Linked DNA regions of Mus musculus: regions 1 and 3 are each linked to region 2. The links are chromatin contacts, called in public Hi-C and HiChIP or PLAC-seq maps. All regions are on one chromosome and are shown on one strand. The core of a region is the stretch at or near the end of the contact, and the rest is flanking DNA. Distances in the headings are between cores, read along the strand shown. Region 1 overlaps Gm39940 (a long non-coding RNA gene). Region 2 holds the start of Bmp2 (bone morphogenetic protein 2). Region 3 has its middle 59 kb from the start of Gm39940.

Region 1 (2,700 bases), core at 42-2,541, 230 kb before region 2:
AACACTGTCAAGCTTTTATTTGTCAAATGGAGTCAATCACCTGTGACAGATCTGGGGTTTGTGTGCCAATGATGGAGACTCATTCACCTTCAGTTGACATTCACCCTAATGAAGCATTTTGTGGAGATAAGTGAAATAAATTTTTTTTATCATTTGTTTTGATTCATAAAAAGCCAGGAGAATAGACCAGGAGGTCCTAACCCGTGGAAGAAACAGACTGGAAGTTAGCATCCCATTTGGCCCATCATAACCAAGAGAATAGGCAAATCTGGATACCCTATCTCCCCTAAACTTTAATATGTAAAAGCATTCATTCCTGCTCTTATAAGGCTTTGTGCTAGAGAATTATATCTCTATCAGGGAATCAGGAATTGGGAAAAACCCTAAGAGTCCAAGATCACACCATTAGGTCTATTGGCCAGTCTCTCATGGTGGGAACCAGGCATAGGAGATGACATGTGTATTGGTGGAAATAACCTTCAAAATGATCTGCATTGTGGGAAACTGTCAGGAGAAACTACATGGTAAGCATGCTTCTCTCAGAGGGCAAGCATACAGCTGATACACGGTAATAAGGCATCTGCTCTGACACCATTAACCTTGTCAACTCTAGACCTCTGCAATTCAATGCCCCTGACTCAGAGCAAATGAGATTTTAAGGCAAAATTTCTAAAATCAGAAAGAATTATCATGGGCATTCTGTTGGCCAGTAAGGAAAAAAAATAGGCTAAAGTTAAATGACTTCAGAATTAAGTCATATTAACCAGTCTCCGAAGCTGAATAGAGTTTCATGTAATTTTTCTAAACTTAATAATATCATAATATCACCTACTCATGGAGAAAGTCATCAGGATATAAGTTATTGCAGAAGCTATTGCAAATCTGCTTGCAAGGAGCGCACAGTGAGTTTCTAAGAATACTTTCTCTTCACATTAGTGAAATGATTCTATGCAAGCTGTTCTTTGGCAAAAAGTCTTCCTGTTAAATTCTTAGACAACTGTGGGTTCTCGCTCTGTTGTAAGAAGGCACACAGACTCTCCAAGTTGGTTAAAAAAAAAATCAGTGTCATTTTATGAGTTCTGTGATGAGGGAGAAATATGAAGAACACGAATAGCAGATGAGCCAAGAAGTCAATGCACTTTTGACAGGACTATGGACATACATTTCCCTCGACTTTATAAAATGGATGACTGACTGACTACTCAAAGGACAAAGCCTGGGAAGTGAAGGTCTGAGAACAGAGGCTTGGAGCAATAGAGCATGAGGCGTCTTGCCTCCTGTTGTTGACCTATGGATAGCTTGGAGTGGGGGTAATGAGCACTCTTGACTCCTTGGTGTTAGGATAAACAATCCCCTGGGCTCAAGTATCAGCCATTTAAATAAATTCATGAGACAGAGGAAGTGATGTTTACGAGCTAGAAGTCTGGTCTCCCTTTTCAAACAACCATGGGTACACAGATCACAAAATAGAAACCTGATATAATGGGAAGAAAATGAGAGGAAGTGGCACATGATGAACTTCGGAGGCTGCTGTAGAAACCCTTAAATCTAACGCCAAGAGAGAAGATAAAACAGAAATGACTTGATTGCCACCAAATTTAACAAGTCTTATCTTGGAAAAGTTTATATTTCTGTGTTTAATTAAGATTGAAAAAAAGCAAAAAAACAAAAAACTGTTTTCCTCATAAGAAACCTACTTTCCAAGCTTATAACCTATTTCTATTTTTCTCTATAAATTTCTACTTTCTCTATAAATGATAGAAAATAGTGTTGAAAATCTGTCCCAGTTAAGCATGTTTTAAAACACTTAACAAATTAATCAATTTACAGATATTAAAAACATCATGTACTTATATGATTGCTGTATTTTACTAAAACAGTTTAAATCATTAATATTGTAAGATGATAATATGTGAATGTACTTACCATGAACAGTGACACAGGAATAAAATTAGATAAATTATTTTTCTATGTAAATGAATGAAGAGGTAGGCAGAAACAGTGTAAGAAAAGCCAATTAACTGCGTACCTTCAGCTCAGGAAAAAATAGGGTAGTTTTTTAGACATCTACTCATGCACACCATAGGTGAGGGTGAGGGATTGGCTTCACTTATCACCTAACGGTGACTCTGTGGCAGTTATAGCCATCATTAGACGTCTCTGGCCTCTAAACTAGAGCTGGAGTGTTGATGTTCTTTTCAGATGTATACTGTGAGCCCTTACTGAAAGGTGTGCTTAAGTCACCTAAACAACTGAAGGTGTCAACACTAAATAACTTTATGTTTGGTTTCCTCAGCACCTGCTCCCCGGATCCTTCTTTCTCAGCCATTCACACTCAACACTGGAGTCTAAAGCCAAGTATTCCTGGAAGAATCAACGTGAACCCAGGTGTGCTATTGTTTCTGTATGTCATTTTCCTTTCTCTACCTGCCATCTGCCAGCTAGCACCCTCTCCTCTCTCACTGTATGTCTACTCTGTCTCTGTTTTTCTCATATGCATTCTCTCTCTCTCCCTCTCTCTTTCTCTCTCTCTCTCTCTCTCTCTCTTTCACACACACACACACACACACACACACACACACACACACACTGGTGACTCCACAGAGCTCCATTTTGTCTTTATACATTTAACTTTGCATCCTGTTTTTTTGTGGCCAGAGTGCTGGTCTGTATTGCCCTTGACCCCCTGAGGTGCTCCTA
Region 2 (2,742 bases), core at 17-2,516:
GCGCCCTGCGCCGTTGGGCGGGAAGCGGTGTCACCCGCCAGCCAACCCCGGGTCCCCGGCCCGTGTCCTCTACCTTTAGGAGACCGCAGTCCGTCTAAGAAGCACTAGGGGGCACGTCCATTGAGAGAGTCTCCACATGGAAAAAGCTCTGTCCGAGGGACCTGGAGCAGCAACTGGGCTTCTGTTGCTTTTCTTCGCCTCCTCCTCCTTCTCCGGGTGTTCTCCCTGTAGGGAACTGTGTCTTGGGGTGGGCCCAGCGGGCTGAGGAAGAGAGGTGATCGGGCTGGAGGCGGCAAGACTGGATCCGCCGGGCGAGGACACCGGCGCGAAGTGGGGAGCCCAAGTCACTCTCCCGGCAAGTTCAAGAAGTCTCCAGCCAAGTGCTGACACACAGCCTCGAGCAGGGGGAGGAGTGCGGGGCCGGGACGGGAAGGGAAGGCTGAGGCAAGGCTGCTGCTGTCGTCGGCCTCAGGGACCAGCGCTGGCGGGGCGCGGGGCTGGCTCCGGGACTCGCCGGGCGAGGGACGGACGTTCTGCGTTAGCTGGGCCGCGACCCATGGCTCGGGGCAGCCATCGTGGGCGATGCCGTGTCCGGGCAAGGGCGCAGCGAAGATCTGGGTGGCGGGCGGGCCGCCACTCTGCATCCCTCAGCCTGACTCTGGCGCACCCCCATCAGCGCTCGCCAGCAGAGCCCGCACGGCTGCGGCGCCCCGGCGTCCTGGGGCTCATTCTCGAGACAGTCCAGCCGCGCGTCTCGGGTTGCCAAACCGGGTGACCTCGCGCTCCGAGCCCTCGGGCCAAGTGTCTTTTGTGGCAGCCTGGGGTCCACTCACTCTTCCGCCCGCTCGCCTTGGGCGCTCACTCCTGGGTCAGAGTGGCCCCGCATTGAGGGTAAGACTGTGCTCCGGACTCCCGGTTCTTAGCGTCGGTCCGCGACTCTAGCTTCTCCCGGACAGCCGAGGCCACAGCGCCAGGCGCGCACAGTCTGGAGTTCCAACCCGTGTCGTGCCAGTCCCTCGAAGCCGCGGGTGACCCTCGCGTCTTTCGCCGGGAGGGCGTCCGGTGCCTGGTGTCGCCTGGGGAGGCTACGTCCGGGGCTGCCAATCCCGGGCGGGCTGTGGGAAGCGCAGCGGCGGCGGGCGCAGTGCGAGCAGGGCTCTGCGCGGCAGGGCGAGGACTCCGGCGGCGACGACGGAGGCGCCGTGGCGCGGCGCTCGCGGCTTTTAAAGGAGACGCCGCCTGCCGGCTCCCTCCCGGCCGTGGCCGAACACCTCCCCCTCGGAGGCGCAGCGCGCCGGGGATCCCCGGGCGGGCGGGAGCGGCGCGCAGGGGTGTGGACGGCGCGCCCTACGGGGCGGCCGCGGTGGAGCGGGGCGGGGCGAGCGCGCGGCCGCTAAGGGGTCGCGTCCCGGATGAGTGTGAAGCCGACCCCCGGGACCTGGATCCGCGCCCACAGCTGCGGGAGACTAGGGCAAATCCAGAGTCCACTGGCCTCTGAGTTCCCTCATTGGGCCAATATTCAACTTGAGTTTGAAGTTTTTAGGTAAGAGCACATTAAAAAGAAGAACAGAACTTACAAGTTATTAGACATTTTGGCAAAAATGTGAGCAAACGCTTCTGTTTTGAATGGTGAGAAGAAAATGTCGAGAAATAGCCGATACACATCTGAGTGCATTATTACATTTTATAAATATTCATACATTTATATTCAAATAAATGAATCTAATAAAAAGATGCATATATTTTATATGTATTTATTTATGTAAATTATAAAAATACGGGTACAGGTTTCTGAACATAGATACACACTTGTAAAGTGGACATCCCTTCTAGTGATGTGTGTGTGTGTGTGTGTGTGTGTGTGTGTGTGTCCATGTGAGGGGACAATGAGAGTTAATAGAAATTCTCTTTATAGAAGCGATCACTTCGATACTTGTGATATTTATCTTCCCTTCCACACCCACCTACTCCAGAGTCAGGTAACAAGACAATTCCGGTTTGAGACCTTTGAATTTTCTGCCTGGTCCTCTCTCTCCACTGGGTCTCCAGCAGTAAGGCTCTGGCTGTGGCCAAGCCAGTTTTCTTCCTCAGCTGGAAATGTCCCCAAAGCTGCTGAGCCAGGATTCTTTTTTGAAATCTTTCCATTTCTCCCTACATTCAGGAGCCTTCATAGTACCACCACTGGCTACCCACAGGACCCCCAAAACTATGGGCTGAGCATTCCTGTAGAAGACCAGAGTGAATAACGTTACGTTGTGAACCAGATCTTTCCAGTTTGCAAAGCAAAGACCGAGAAAGACCAGAAGCAGGGGCTTTAATGATTTTTTTACCCACGTGTGCTAGCTTTTCAGTCGGGGAGCTAAAATAACTCTAGGTTCGTTCACCTAAATCGGATTAGCAACCCACAGAGGGAAATTAGGCCCTGGCTGTTTCTAGAGCTGTAGAGGTCAAATAAGGTATTTTTGAAGGAAGGCTGTCTACAAGGGAAATTAAAGGAGAGGAAGGGATAGATCCAGCAATTTGCGATCAGCTACTGTATTCCTTTTTAAAACGTGTTGCAGAAGTTGTCACTCTGAATCATGAGACACCAAACAAGGCGGCAATAAAACACTCCACTCAGACGTGTAAGTGTGTAAGTCAAAAGGGCTGATCGCCTCTGAAGCCATTTCCTTCCCTATCAAGTTTAATTGAGAAGTTAACCATTGCTTCTGTCATCGCGGAGGCGGAAGGAGCAAAGCAAGA
Region 3 (2,829 bases), core at 322-2,821, 250 kb before region 2:
AAGAAGAGCCTTGAAATGGATAGAAACTGAATGAAAGTTGCCATGAAGTGTTCACAATGCCACTGTTCATTTAGATCCCGGATGGAATAGGAAGAAGAGAATGAGGATGAAGAAGGAGAAGGGCCTCGATTGTCAAAATGGATAAATTACAATAGATTAATATAATCAGATGGTATGAATGATATCAGTAATAAATAAAGGCAAATAGCTAATCTGGATTTTAGACTATACAAAGCTCAGAAATACGCTGAATTCTAAATAAAATTCTAAGGCATAAATAGTAAGTGATTTAGCTTGTATGAAATTCAAACCACAATAATTTATCATGATGAAAATTAAGAACACTGCTTAAATTTGGAGAGATTTATAGAGGTTTGAGAGTAAAGACACAGAGGTACTTTCTGGTGTTGTAAAAATATTTCTTACAATTTGGGTGACATAGTGAAAAAATAATCAATATCTACCAAATCATATGCCACCCATTACTGAACATAGGTTAAATTTAAAATAAAGTTATCCTGCATTAAGTGTTTGCCATGCATACATGAAGCTCTGAGCTTGAGTCCCTACAACCCATATAAGAGCAAGATACCGGAGTGTGATCATCTGGAATCCTCGTGTGATTTGCTACAGGGGATGGGAAGCAGAGACAGCCGAGTCCCTAGAAGCTTGTGGGCCAACAAGACTTGCAGAAGAGAGGAAACAACAAAAGAAACCCAAAACCACAAAAGAGAACCCATTTCACACAGAGCAGAAGGTAAGAACTGACAGCTACGTATGTGCTGAAGAGTGGGCCCCAGTCCTCATACAGGTTCACATGCACATACATGTCATATGTGCACACAAAGCCATACATAAAATCCTGTGGTTCTCCAGCTGGGTGCTAGTAATCTTTATCCCCCCCCCTCACTCTCCTGGTATTTTTAAACCACCTCCCTCATAAATTAAGGAAAGGCTTCATTCATAAGAAGCTTCTGTTTGCTGGAAAACAGTTACTGTTATTCCTCAAAGAAGAAAGCCTGACTCCGAGAATCACCAAAGAATAACCTGCAGCCTCACCAGCCTCCACTGTGACCTCTGTCACAACAGGAAACATTAATTCCCCACACGGCTTGTAAGCTTCATCTGGCCTGTGTGGCATGGAGCCAAATAAGTCCCCAGGGGGGAAAAAATAGCCAACCAGGTGGGTTTTCAGAAAAAGAAATAAGAGGCACAGGCTGCCCGCTGACTGGAATATTTGCTTAGAGATATTTCTGTGCCTGAGAATGAAATGCAAATTTGTTTCCAGTAGCCTGAGGTGGGATAGTGGTATTTATGGTTTTGCTTCAGAACCTGATGAAAATTGGGAGTGAGTTCATCTCTTTTTATAAGGTTATTTGGTGAGGTTTTCCAGCATGATCTAATCTTACCCTGGAAAATGAACTCAAAGGACTTGCCTGCTTATTAGGGATGAGTTCATTAGCCCCACTTCACAGCCATCCAAGAGGATGTCTTCATGGAAGTCTAGATGCCGCTGCTCTCCCAGATGGGCTTGGGGACCTCCCCGTGACTTCAGAGGGCCTTCCCCGGGCAGGACAGGAAAGAATCACATCCAACCTCCTTCATATTTTAAGTGCACTGGTCTTTCCATTACCTACTCTACTCTGAGAGCTGTATAATTTAAGTTCCCAAATTAGGAACAGGTTACAAACCGACAACCTTAGCTCACTCTCAGACACAATCTACTGGCCCTGAGTTAAAAAACACCAGCACCCTGCTTCTTCTGTACCTGGCACGACATAGGTGAGCCGGGCTCATATTAAAACCTTCCAAAGCACTGGAGTGAGAAAGCAAACACACCAGTCTAGTAAAAGTAGCCAGCTTCCATAGTTAAAGAGAAAAAAGGTGAAGCAAGTCGAGTTGGATTATGTTTTGTATGCTGGCTTGTAAGTTCATATTTAATAAACAAGTTCTTTGGTTGTGGACTAGTAATGAAGTTGTGTGCTGGGGATCATCCTTCTTCATAAAATAAGATACATTTAATTTTTTTAAGACCACTGAGATAAACAATATACACCTATTATACATAATAATAATATACACATATCATGCATATTAATTTATGCATGTTAAGTCAACAAAATAACTCAAAATTTAGAATCACACACACATCATTATAGATGAACAATAACCAAAATACTAAATAGATTGGGAATCCATGCTTTATCAAAAGTTCTGGAAATGGATACTTTTTTTTCCTCTATTTCTTTTTTTTTTTTTAATTAGGTATTTTCCTCGATTACATTTTCAATGCTATCCCAAAAGTCCCCCATATCAACCCCCAATCCCCTACCCACCCACTCCCCCTTTTTGGCCCTGGGGTTCCCCTGTACTGGGGCATATAAAGTTTGCAAGTCCAATGGGCCTCTCTTTGCAGTGATGGCCAACTAGGCCATATTTTGATACATATGCAGCTAGAGACAAGAGCTCCGGGGTACTGGTTAGGGGTTTGAGAATGGCGTTTAGGATCACAGTTCTCAAGGAGGTGTCACCTTCCACACCCATGCTGACAAGAATGATATTTTCTAATATCACTTCAAACTGTCAAAAAGGTCAAACTCCAAATGACCATGGTCACCAAATGGTTATAAGTCCATAGAAACCTAAGAAGTATCAGGTTCAAAATGTCACAGTTGCACTATACTGCCTAGGATTCTTCAGAACTGCAGTTTGCATAATCTAGTCAATCTCGGCTTCTACAACCATGTTGTTCATGAACCTTAACAGTAAGGGAAGTATTTAAGGGTTTTAGAAATGATTTAAGCAAAGATGTGGGAAGAAGCACTAATC

The links. Hi-C and Micro-C count contacts between places; a contact is called where the count stands out from the background. HiChIP or PLAC-seq counts read pairs in DNA pulled down with a chosen protein or histone mark.
Region 1: a Hi-C map of nephron progenitors shows a contact between it and region 2, with 3 times the contacts expected there. The contact joins the enhancer-like site here to the promoter of Bmp2 in region 2. A contact is called at or near these places in 12 of 39 promoter capture datasets (cranial neural crest, embryonic stem cells, frontonasal cranial neural crest and 7 more), 17 of 484 Hi-C or Micro-C datasets (the AML12 cell line, Sertoli cells, cerebellum and 7 more) and 9 of 115 datasets of contacts at active chromatin or transcription factors (bone marrow-derived macrophages, craniofacial prominence, embryonic forebrain and 5 more).
Region 3: a contact with region 2 is called in an H3K4me3 HiChIP or PLAC-seq map of embryonic limb bud, with 3 times the contacts expected there. The contact joins the enhancer-like site here to the promoter of Bmp2 in region 2. A contact is called at or near these places in 10 of 39 promoter capture datasets (cranial neural crest, embryonic stem cells, frontonasal cranial neural crest and 6 more), 12 of 484 Hi-C or Micro-C datasets (the AML12 cell line, cerebellum, cerebral cortex and 5 more), 5 of 115 datasets of contacts at active chromatin or transcription factors (craniofacial prominence, embryonic forebrain, embryonic limb bud and 2 more) and 2 of 9 other capture datasets (embryonic stem cells and embryonic tail).

What each region holds. Positions count from the first base shown.
Region 1 is chr2:133,782,407-133,785,106 of GRCm38.p6, reverse strand. The region is part of intron 1 of Gm39940 (a long non-coding RNA gene); the gene reads right to left. Among named protein-coding and RNA genes, the nearest start is that of Gm39940, 41 kb to the right of the region's middle. Within about 2 kb of position 1,291, at least 9 of the 459 cell types and tissues checked have an H3K27ac peak or open chromatin away from gene starts, as enhancers often do. A contact at or near this core is called in nephron progenitors, where this site is marked.
Region 2 is chr2:133,550,683-133,553,424 of GRCm38.p6, reverse strand. It overlaps Bmp2 (bone morphogenetic protein 2), which reads right to left and starts at 1,266. Exons shown (of 3, transcript NM_007553.3): 1 at 74-1,266. RefSeq lists promoters at 301-616, 1,106-1,304, 301-2,742 and a cis regulatory region at 2,278-2,288.
Region 3 is chr2:133,801,188-133,804,016 of GRCm38.p6, reverse strand. No RefSeq gene overlaps it. Among named protein-coding and RNA genes, the nearest start is that of Gm39940, 59 kb to the right of the region's middle. Within about 2 kb of position 1,571, at least 3 of the 459 cell types and tissues checked have an H3K27ac peak or open chromatin away from gene starts, as enhancers often do. A contact at or near this core is called in embryonic limb bud, where this site is marked.